2 separate regions of the Zea mays genome follow, and region 2 is linked to region 1. Evidence: chromatin contacts called from public Hi-C data. All regions are on one chromosome and are shown on one strand. The core of a region is the stretch at or near the end of the contact, and the rest is flanking DNA. Distances in the headings are between cores, read along the strand shown. Region 1 has its middle 22 kb from the start of LOC103646067. Region 2 holds the start of LOC100283670.

The links. A called contact is a pair of places that touch in the nucleus more often than the background predicts.
Region 2: a Hi-C map of leaf shows a contact between it and region 1, with 4 times the contacts expected there. The contact joins the promoter of LOC100283670 here to the enhancer-like site in region 1. A contact is called at or near these places in 12 of 25 Hi-C or Micro-C datasets (bundle sheath, ear, endosperm and 4 more) and 2 of 3 datasets of contacts at active chromatin or transcription factors (seedling and shoot).

The regions. Positions count from the first base shown.
Region 1 is chr2:17,974,864-17,980,955 of Zm-B73-REFERENCE-NAM-5.0, forward strand. No RefSeq gene overlaps it. Among protein-coding and RNA genes, the nearest start is that of LOC103646067, 22 kb to the left of the region's middle. Within about 2 kb of position 2,733, at least 18 of the 20 cell types and tissues checked have an H3K27ac peak or open chromatin away from gene starts, as enhancers often do. A contact at or near this core is called in bundle sheath, ear, endosperm and 5 more, where this site is marked.
Region 2 is chr2:18,102,926-18,108,455 of Zm-B73-REFERENCE-NAM-5.0, forward strand. LOC100283670 reads left to right here and starts at 1,912. Exons shown (of 2, transcript NM_001369857.1): 1 at 1,912-2,100; 2 at 3,013-4,409. The coding sequence starts at 2,077. The coding sequence ends at 4,101. It overlaps LOC109943968 (a long non-coding RNA gene), which reads right to left and starts at 2,603. Exons shown (of 2, transcript XR_002267098.3): 1 at 1,909-2,603; 2 at 1,366-1,799.

The DNA of each region.
Region 1 (6,092 bases), core at 1,483-3,982:
ACTCGGCAAAGAAAAGCAGTCGTTACGACGATGAGTGACGGAGACGGAGTTTTTGCCGAGTGTCCCAAGCGACACTCGGCAAAGGAGTTAACTTTGCCGAGTGTCTGCTTGACAGCATTCAGCAAAGAATCCGTCAGAGGGGTCCCCATGTCAGGTCCTTTGTCGAGTGCTTAGTATGGCACTCGGCAAAGCGTGCTTCTTTGCCGAGTGTCAGAGCCATTACACTCGCAAAGAACCTATACCGGTGCCCAGGTCTTGGTTCTTTGCCGAGTGCTATGGTTCTGACACTCGGCAAAGAGGTGCTTTGCCGAGTGTTACACTCGGCAAAGTGACCAGTAGGCACCTTTTTTTATTTGTTTTCCCTAGATCTCTTAGGTTTCTACACATAGTGCGTCACAGTTTTCTCGAAACTTTCTCAAATTTTTATAACAGACTCTATATATGATATCATGACACGTAGACAAGTTTCATGATTTTCTGACTTTGTTTGTGTTTTATACAATTTTTAAACATGTGGATGACAAGTTCACGGTCATGTTTAATGAGCATGTTGCTCGAAGTTTCCGGTCCGCTCCTGAAATCGGTCGTAACTTGTGCTAAGTAGCATGAATATCATTTTTGCATGCATGGTTTTTTCAAGTTTGCAGTGACCTGCAGTTCAAATCTGATTTTTCGGAAGAAATTCAAATAAACGAACTAAATCTACTACCTATTGAAAACTCTGTTATAATTATCCCAAAATGGTACATATAGGCCTACATAGTGTAAGAACAAATCACAAAAAGTTTGGTTGCCAAAATTTAAAAAAAATAAAAATATGTTTTGCCGAGTGTCCAAAGAAGACACTCGGTTAAGAGGGCTTTGCCAAGTGCGAGATATTTGGCACCCGACAAAGAAGCCTCTTTGCCGAGTGTCGACCTTAGGCCCTCGTCAAAGGCTGACGGCCGTCAGCTTTGGAACGCGTCTTTGCCGGGAGTCTTCTTTGCCGAGTGTCTGTCACTCGGCAAACGCGTCTTTACCGAGAGTTTTTCTGTGCCGAGTGTCCTGCACTCGGTAAACCAGCTCGTTATCGAGAGCAGGACTTTGGCGAGTTCGGTTCTCGACAAAGGCTGCTTTGCCGAGTGCCCGAGAAAAAGCACTCGGCAAAGAGGCTGGCACTTAGGGTCTCTTTGGTTGGGCTGTGGCTGTGAAAAAAGTTGCTGTGGACTGTGAGCTGTGGAAAAAGCTGCTGTAGGCTGTGAGCTGTTAAAAAGCTAAAAACCGTTTGATGAAAACCACTAAAACTCGTTAAAAATTATTCGATATATGTTTTTATAGTTTCATCCGAAAAGCCACTAAAAGCAAGTCCAGGGGTGCTTTCAGATTTGCACTACGAGAAAGTCGGTTTTTAGGAAAAGCTGCTTCCTGGATCCAGCCCTTTGGTTGGTTTTTGGCTTTTAGGGGGGCAAAAGCAAAAGCCAAAAGTCAAACCAAACATACCCTTAGCAAAGGCCCGGTAGTGAGCTGTATCCGAATTCTATGTATGTCTCCTAATTCTATATCTATTATTTGAGAAATTATATGACAAATTTGAGGTTTACTTTTAATGAATTCTAACAAACTTAATACTAAAAACAAAAATATAAATTTCGATCCTATTTACTGATAATTGAAAACAAAAACAAAAAAATTAGCGGCCGAAAAGTATGGGATCCATCCCTAACCGCGGCCGTTGCGTAGAACAATCGATGGAAGGAGACCGAATATTGACGAAGCGAGTGGCGGCCTGGTCCGACGTAAACTCCACGCGGCGAACCAGACATCCCATCCCTAACCGCAGGCCGGCCGCGGCCGCGCGACGCGAGTCCCGCTTACGAATGATGAAGCGGGGTTTGAGTGGACGCCGCCATCAAGCGCAAGAATCCAGCGTCGCCGATATGGAAGAATTCCCGTCGGCCCGCCTTTCGGTTGCCGGCAGTCCAACCGCAGCTTTCAGGCCTCAGCACCCCCCTGATTTCCGGCTTCTAAAATAGCATGTCACTTGCGCCTCAAACCCCGCTTTAATTTGTTTACAAGTGCAAATACTACCTGCAATCGCATGTCCCTCTCCCTCCCTCTCTCTCCCTCTCTCTCTCCTCACCCTCTCTCTCTCTCTCTCCTCACCCTACCTTCTGTCGTGTATCCTTTTGGTTTTTGTCTCTTGCTGCCTGGGACGACGACGTGATGATGGGAAGGAATATTGATCGGCTGGCTTCTGGAACAAGTTGCAGAATGAACGAGCTAGCAACTGGACGAATGGGCGATAATGGCGGTTTTGGCCCGTTCTGCACGGGAAAGTGACGGTCGTGGAGTGAAGTCGAGCTGCGTGCAGGTATTCAGGATTGCAGGTCAAGCTGGTTTGAAGGTGCGCAGTCTGATAGCTTCCATTCTTTAGCGGGTTTAACTTCCACATGGGACATGACTGCATTTTTTGTAAAAAAAAAAAACTGAGGACAAAGAGTTAAAAAAAAAGGAGGGAGAAGATGGAGTAGAAGTGTACGGAGTAGAATAAATGCAGTAGAATGGTAGAGCTAGTGCAGTCCACGAGGCGACGAGCGGGATGTTTTGAAGAAACGCGACAGTGTTGGATGAGTGAGATCAGAAAGCATCGTACGCGTCGCATAAATCCAAATTGTAAACGAACTGGGTGCGCCCCACAGCCGGTACATGCATGTGCGACAAGCTAGGCTAGGCGGTAGTACATGACACGAAATATAATTTACTAGCTAGCTAGGGCAGGCAGACAGCAGCACCAGGCCAGGCTAGTATTTGCTGCTGTTGGTCGCAAGAGCTCGTTCAAATAAATGGCTGTGTGCGCAGGCGGTCATCAGGGGTATACACGACCTGCTGGGGTCATTGAGAGAATGGACACGACGACCGATTGGACGGGCGTTGTCCCACACTTCGCAAACATTTGTTCCTCTCACACTCGAAGCCCTCAGCCCTGGCCCCCAATCCATGAGCACAGCGTGCGTGTACTGCCTCGGTTTTGAAAGATGCAATAGTTCTGTCTGTAGTCATTTTTTTTTCGAGAAGTCTGGCTAAATTTATAGGAAAAACATTAATATTTATCGTAGATTTTGACCTTTTCAGCAAATTTGTTAAACTCAGAATGATTTGGCTCGGTATTTTGTATTCATTTCTAGACAGAGTAGTTAGCCAGCCAAGTTTGCACGAGAGAATTCAACCATAGTACGGTGATTTCTGAAAGCGATATATGGCTTTTGTCCCTTGCCTGTGCGGAGCTGTGCAGCCTGTGCCCCTGGAGGCCGGACGCGCAGGGAGCAACGAAATTGACAGGAGGGGAGTCCATGGCCTCTTGGTCAGTCCCAGCCATCGGCAACGTAGCGGGGCGCTGCAGTTGACGGGACGCAGGAATGACGCGCAGCCAAGGAAACCAAAAAACCTTGTGCTGAAGAAGAGAGCAGAAGGACGACACGACAGGGTTCCGTTCATCAATCCTCAAGGTGGGGTGGGGTTAGGTTGGGTTGGGTTGTAATACCTACTTTGTAAGAAAAGGTTAGAAAGAGAAATTATATTATTTTACATCTATATGTGTTGTCTATGTTTCTCATTTCATGTGAACACCACAATTAAACAAATAAATAAATGATAATAGATACCTAACAAAACTTGTCTCATGCTCAGTTTTTACTTGATTGTGCATTTGTGTTTAATAAAATAAATGCGTCATCAATAGCATATCAATGGATCCATATAATTTAAACTCTAACTTGAAAATAAAACCATTATATAGAGGAGAGAAAGGAATATTATTTAATACAAAATAATATTATAATTAAATAACTTCACCACCTGTGGATATGACTAAATTGCAGGGTTAACATGAATTTGAATTAGCACCTGAGTTAAATTCAAAATTTGAATTCAAATGAATTAAGAATAAAATGAAACAGAAAATAAAAAGAAAAAGGGAAAGAGAGCTTACTCGGCCGGCTTACCACAGTTTGGCCCACAGGGGGAGCAACCCGCTCGGTCAGACCGTCGCGCGCACTCACAGCATTCTCTGGCTGATGGGCCCCACTGGACAGCGCTCTTCTCCCCTCAGCTGCCGATAGCTCGGCTCACTGGAAACCCGGGCCCGCGCGTCAGCGCGTTCGTCTCCATCGCCAACTGAATCCCGAGCATGGCGGGCAGCGCGGTCTTCTCCCCCCTTTTTCTCCGGAGCCGCTGGCCACGTCCTCGACTCCGATGGCTCAGTAAATAAAGGCGGAGCTCGCCCACGACTTTCCCTCATCCTCTACCCCTTTGCTGCACGCCACCGCCAGTTGCTACCGCGAGGGAAGAAACGCGCGGCCGCCACGATTGCCATTGTCGCCATTAATCCGTGAAATTGGGGAATCGAGGGTCGGCACCGGTGTGTGAGGGTGCGCTCGGACGGGTCGCCGCAAAGGAAAACTACCTTCGGCGCCGTGAATTGCTCATCGGAGTTACTTCCACGCCGTGAATCAACCTCTGCCGCGGCCAGGCTGCTTCTCCCACATATCGTTGGTATGATGCCGTTCATGCTATTCGCCGTGACCTCCTCTCCGCGCTTAGACCTTTTGTACCACGGTTTAGGGCACCTGGGCTTAGTTCACCTTCGCTCCGGCGATGTTCCGTCGAGGAAGGGGGCGGCGCCACCGTGCTTATGTCGGGCAGTGGGGATAACGACTCCTTACCGTCGGATCCCATCGTACGGTCGGGATTAGTCGGCCGTGTACCCCTTCGCTGCAGGCAATCTGGTCTGTTGGTCTAGGTCGAACGATCAGGATCAGGTTTTGGGCAAAAGTGAACCTCCGTCGTCGGATTTCGATCTGGCGGTTCTAGTTATCCGCCGACACGTGTGCAGTGGGATCTTATCTGGGGCGTACGCCTTGGATCCAACGGCCAGGATTCATCCATACCCCTTCGGCCGGGAAAACATTCAAAAGAGTCCCTGTAGTTTATAGAAATCAACCCGCCATCCACCTGTAGTGTGCGCTGTGTCTTGGGGATTTTTGCCTCGAGCCCCCTGGCCTTTTATGAATTTGAGGCCCAGTCCAGAGATCGTTTAAATTGAATAAATGAAATAGAAAATAGATTTTTAATAAGAAAATAATTGCTAGAACTGCAATAATTCATAGAAAATGCATATGAACTCCAAATCACTCCATTCCAGTTCCTAAAATTTTGTAACTTTATTCTCTAGCACTTAGTGTCCCTGTTTTATCATGACAACAGCAAGAAAATTAATCCCACACTTAATCCTATTCTAAACACATAAAACCTTTGAAAATCCATAACTTAAAATCTATAACTCGAAAAATTATGATTCCTGTTCCTAGTATTTTATTTTAATGTGTAGATTATTACTGTATATTTTGTTTATATGTTTGGTGTAATGTTAATTTCTCTATATGCACTGTGTTTGTTTGTATTGTGGCGAGTAGAAGAACACGTGACTGAGGATCCTGGTGACCAGCAGGTTGAAGTAGCTGAGCAGGAGCTCATTGAAGGCTAGTTGTGCCCTTGACCACTTTTTACCCAATAATGTTCTTTAATATCATTTATCCATGCATAGGTTAATTTTGATGGGACCCAATAGGTCACCCTAGATTGTTTATCTCATTACCTTGTTTACCCCTGAATCACTTGGGTAGTTTGCTATTGCTTTACATGGTTTTGGGATAATCATTTATTATATCTATGTTCCAATTATTCTTGTTATTCTATTTATGTTCATGTCAAGTTCATTAATGTTAATTAGAACATAGAGCTTAACTTGAGAACCACGTGCCACCACAAGGGTTTAATGGGACGCCCTTGGCTGACTAATTAGGAAAGCTAGTGGAAGACTACCTTACCCGAAAGGGGCAAGGGCAGTAGGGGAGTTGCATGCAAGGAGGTTCTCGGGTTGATTTTGCTGCGATGGCGGTCAGACGGGGGATTCTTGCAAGTGCTCTTCCCATAAACTGTAGCGGGTTTTCGGAAGCTAGTGGAACTTTGTAAAGGCCTCGTAGTGTTGCCCTGCCGCGCTTCCTAGGTAGAGGTGTATGGGAGTCGCGACCCCTTGGCAGATGAGTAACATGACT
Region 2 (5,530 bases), core at 662-3,161, 130 kb after region 1:
CAAAGATAATAACCCGGTGGGACTTCATCATGCGTCTGCAATGGATATGTCGTCTTATACCATATCTCCTTCATGCTACAAAGGGTCCCTAGCTCTCTTTATATACGTAGGGGCTACCGTTGTAAGTTAGTTATGTGTTATAGATCAAATCAGGTTATAAACCAAGTATGAATGACAACATAGATCATAATCGGGTAGGATACCATCCTATGTCTGGAAGGCAAGACTTTGAACATATGGCCTATAAAAGTCCAAAGGTCGTGTAGTAGTAACTTTTATAACCAGTTATAGAATCTGAAGCATTACAAAGTTCTTTACTTTTGCGTTGATAAAAGAAGTCAAAGCAACACAATTTTTTTAGAATTTGAAGTACTAGTTTGATAAAGTGATCGAATTTTAAGTAGTAAAATGCCAAGTCTACATACTCGAGGATGCATGACAAGGTTGGGGACTTGGCTACAAGAGATAAACAACCTAGATACAACAAGGTCAAAGTCATACAAGAAGAATTAAGATAAGAGTATTATCTACTCGAGTCTCTGACTTAGTCAGATAAGTCGTGGGGCTACTGTTGAAGATATAGACCATGGTATCCAAGGACAATTGAGCAAAAAAGATCATGATAGGTGGGCCCATGGCTCGATTGAGATTCTAGGGAGTTAACCCACATGATGAGAGAAAGAACTTATCGGCAATAAAGTTCCCTAAGATTAAAATGGAAAAATTGTATCATATTTGAAGATAAGATCAATATCCATATAAATATGGTAAAACCTGATTGATTAGGATGAAACACATGTACATATAGAGATAAGTTACCAGATAATGCGAGATAGTCTCGGCTAGGCTTGGTTACCAAACATATCTTGTAATCGACCTAGTTATGTCTCCTATAAGTACCGCTCATTCTTGGACTATAAAAGTAGGGTCGAACAATAGGCCATTTCATCACATTGTATAGGCAATAAACACTATTGCAAACATGATGCATAGTGTTATCTCACATTGATATGTATTTATCTTTTGTTCTCGATCTGGCAACCTACTTAAAAAATTCACTGTGGAACAATCTTTGACAAACTTTTTATCCCAAGTTAAATATTACTATTTTGTATCGTCCATTTTAAATTTTATAGTTTTATAATACATATTATAGAATTACTTCCTTTAATAAAATTTAAAATAATTCTTACATTAAATACATATGTTTATATTTAAAAATGAGTAAAGATAGAGGTGTTTAACTTAGAACAAAGCACATATGACATATAAATAAAAACGGATAGAATGTAATATTTTGTTATGTATTCAGACATAATTTATATTTAGATGTATAGTAGAAACTACGTATATAAAAAATTAAAATGTTTTATAATTCAAAAGCAAGGTAGCATGTATTCATATGAGAAACACATTAGATATATCTAAAAAGATTACAATTTCGTGTTGGAAATAGAAAAGAAAAGCAGGTGTCATGTGGCATGTGCCAAGAAAAAGGGTGAACGCGAAAAGCAGCACTAAAATAGTGACGGCCAGGGAAATAGTCGGGTTGGCCGCACGTGCCACGCCGCCCTCCGCACCACAAACGGCCATTCCCCAGGGCTTCCTCCGCGTTCCTCTGTGGAATCCCGGCCGGTTGACTGGTGTGGACCTCACGAGTCATGAGCAAGAACGCAACTACTCTCCCCAGCTGCCTGTACAGCAGAACTAAAAATTGGCCACAATTGCAAGCCAAACACAGCGCTCCAAATTCTTTTCCCATCACTGACGACGAGAGGTGGAGGTTCTGGCCGGAGCAGCTGAGAGGTGCATAAAAAATATTGTAAAAAAATAATCCTCCACTGCTAGATTGGCTATTGGGCAAGAGAGAGCGGAGAGGGGAAGGGAAGGAGGCATAATTCCACTCACACTGGCCAACCACAGGGCACAGGGTAGCATTCTCTCTCTTCGTCCTCAAGAAATCCAGCGGAAGCTCATCTTCTTCACCCTCCCTTCTCTCCACATCTCCCTTCGGACTACTACTGCATCCAAGGAGCAAAGAATTGTGGGGGGTAGCAAAGGAATTGGAGGTCTTGCATGGATGCAGCCCACTGGCAGCAGGTAAATTTTCTTTCAGAACAAAGATCGGTTCTGCACCACATGCATCTGAGCTACCCGGCCCATATGCATCATCTGTGATAATTTGGCCCTTGTTCTTCTCGATCCTGCCGGTGTTCATCTTCGTCTCTGCGCCTTGTTCTTGGTGCGTGCATGATCTCTCGTGCTTCCTTCCGTCTCTTCTCGGGTTCTGCTCTTCCTTTATATCCTTCGTGTATATCTATGCATACCATCATCAGCATCCATCCCATGCGTAGCCTTTGGAGGTGAGGCCCTTGTGGCTTTAATCCTCTGCTAGCTTCCCCGCCCTTTTAATCGGCGATTGGAAGCAGCACACACAAGCCACCACCTTTCTTTTCCTCCCTTTCTAATCTCCCTTTCCTCTCTATCGTGCCTTTTATCATCCTTTTCCCCACTCCTCCATGGCTTTTTTCTCCTTATCTCTCCTAGTCTCCTTGGCTCACCACCCCCTGTGCATCAAAAGAGCAGTCATGTCGTCCCATGGTGATGTGTAGCAGAAGCAACAGCGGCAGCAGTAGTACTACTGAAACACACAACCCTACAAGAGCACAAGCAGCAAAGGTGTGTCTTGTGCTGTCTGTGGGGTGTTTTGTTTCTCTTTCTTCGTCTCTTCCTCCGCGGCCAGGCTCATCGCCTTTACCTTTACTCTCCCTTTTTCTTTTCCCTCTCTCTAATCTGTCTTTGTATCCATTTGTTTGGTTCCTAGTTGCACCATAAAGATTCTACCATCCCTACATCCAGCTCCACCCTCCTTCCCTGCTGCATCTGCGTGCCCACACATGCTATTTTTGTTCACTTGTTCTTGCTTCTTGCTGTGGTTGTTTAACTAACTTGGTGCTAATCCTCTGCGTTCTATGATGTGCTGTCGCTGCACCATGCGCGCGTCCTCATCAGGGCCTAGGGCTGGTGAAGCCCATGGAGGAGATGCTGATGGCGGCCAACGCGGGCGCCGCAAATCCGAGCCAAAGCTCGAATCCGAACCCGCCGGCGCCGGCGCCGTCGTTGGCACCTGGGGGGCTCCTGGGCGGTGGCGCGCCGGCGCCCCTGGCGGGCGCGGGTAGTACCGAGCGGCGCGCGCGGCCGCAGAAGGAGAAGGCGCTCAACTGCCCGCGGTGCAACTCCACCAACACCAAATTCTGCTACTACAACAACTACAGCCTCCAGCAGCCACGCTACTTCTGCAAGACGTGCCGCCGCTACTGGACGGAGGGCGGATCCCTCCGCAACGTCCCCGTGGGCGGCGGCTCCCGCAAGAACAAGCGCTCCTCATCGTCGGCGTCGGCGTCTGCCTCCACCTCCGGCTCGGTCACGAGCTCGTCCATGGCCAGCACGGCGGGGGCCGGGTCCAAGAACCCGAAGCTGGCGCACGAGGGCGCCCACGACCTCAACCTGGCGTTCCCGCACCACGGTGGCCTGCACGCCCCCGAGTTCGCGGCGTTCCCGAGTCTGGAGAGCAGCAACGTGTGCAACCCGGGCGGCGGGATGACGAGCAACGGTCGGGGCGGCGGCGCGGGGCCCGCGGTCGGCGCGCTCTCGGCAATGGAGCTGTTGCGGAGCTCCGGCTGCTACATGCCGCTGCAGATGCCGATGCCGATGGCGATGCCAGGAGATTACACGGCGGCAGGGTTCGCGCTCGGAGAGTACCGCACGCCGCCGCCTCCACCGTCACAGAGCGTGCTCGGGTTCTCTCTCGACGCGCACGGGCCGGGGTCCGGTGCTACCGCGGCGGGGTACGGTTCCAGCGCGGGGTTGCAGGGCGTGCCGGAGAACGCGGGCAGGTTATTGTTCCCCTTCGAAGACTTGAAGCCGCCGGTTGGCTCTGAAGGTGGGGGTGGTGCAACCGGTGGCGCCAGCGATGGAAATAGCAGCCATACTCAGTTTGACCACAACAACAAGGAGCAAGGCGGCGGCGGCACGGGTGCCGGGCACGACACGCCGGGGTTCTGGAGCGGCATGATCGGCGGCAGTGGCGCTTCTTGGTAATGGAGAAACATGCACGGCCGGGGGGCGGCGCCATGCATGGCTCATGCAAAGGCTCCCTGCGAGCGTGCATGGGCATGCAGTAGAGACAAGGGTTCAATAAGAGGTTGGCATTGGTGGTGGTTGCCCTGACATGGGAGTGTTTGATCTCTTTCCTAGTACTGGGTCCTGGTGGTGTTCTTCGTCTTTTCTCGCCGTCGTCGTCGCGAGTTCATGTGTGTTTTGCTGACCATCGACTTTAATTGGGGCTCTAACACACCAGAGGTCATGTTACATAAGCTTGATCGACATCTCTCGGTCGTCTTTTCCCATTTCTGATCTCTCACTATATCTGCCATTGTTGTAGCTGCTTCACTGGGGCTTGGGCAGCTTGTTTTTGGGCTGGCTTCAAGTTAGGATGGTACATCAGTGTGTTCAGGCCACACATTGGCACAAGGTTTAGTGAATCAGTGTGTTTGGCTGGTAACAACAACGGCTGCAGTATGTGAACTCTGAAGCTACTGGTGTAGAGTTAGATGTTAATTACAAGGGGACTTGCAAGTTTGTGTATCCATCTATCCAAATGATTAGAGAGATTCATTTTGTTTTTGACTTGTTACTCATATATATAATAGTAAGTACTTTCTATGAGAACAAAGGCTGTGTTTTTTGAGCGCATGTAATGTGTCCTTTATTTGTATTCAGTGTTATAAACTAAATATGCTCCGTATATCTGATGCTAGCTCGATGTTTCTCTACTTTAGCGAGCTTGTCTTTTTATCTGTCACCTCTGCATGCGCTCCTTTTTCTTGTACAGGGCTAGCTCTGAGATGTCATGTCTGACCATCTTCCCAAACCAAGAATCTTCCAGCCATGAAAAGCACTAGCGAGGGAGGAGGAGAGAGAGAGAGAGAGAGGGGGAGGAGTTCAGGATGGAGGAGCAAGAGAAGGCACATCCGCATGGAGCAGGAGCATATGTACGTATGACGAACACTACTCTCTCTCTTTCTCTCCCCATGGATACACTAGGTATTATTTTATCATATGTTTGGCCATCTGTAAGTGCCTGGGCAGGCCGTTTGTACAACCTTTATCGTTTTTGTTATTTCAAAAAAGGTACAATGCTACCCCTACCTCTCCCTGCTCATCATGGTGCATCTTTCTGAGATAGTGAGATCTCTTTCTCCGTCCCTCATGCTTTCATGTCCAAGTGGGTAAAGGATGCAACTTTTTTACTCATCTGTTTTTTGTTAAGCATTCGCGCTTGCCCAGTTCACCTGCCCACATCAAAAAGTTGTCACCCGATGATACTTCCAACCAGGCCGTGTACCTGTACAGCATGCAAGTATTTCCTTCTCCATGTTGGCCTCTCTACTACCGCTGCAATGGCAGTATGGCTATGGCACACACAAACTCTTCCGTCACCATGCGTCCACGACCGGTGGTAATATAA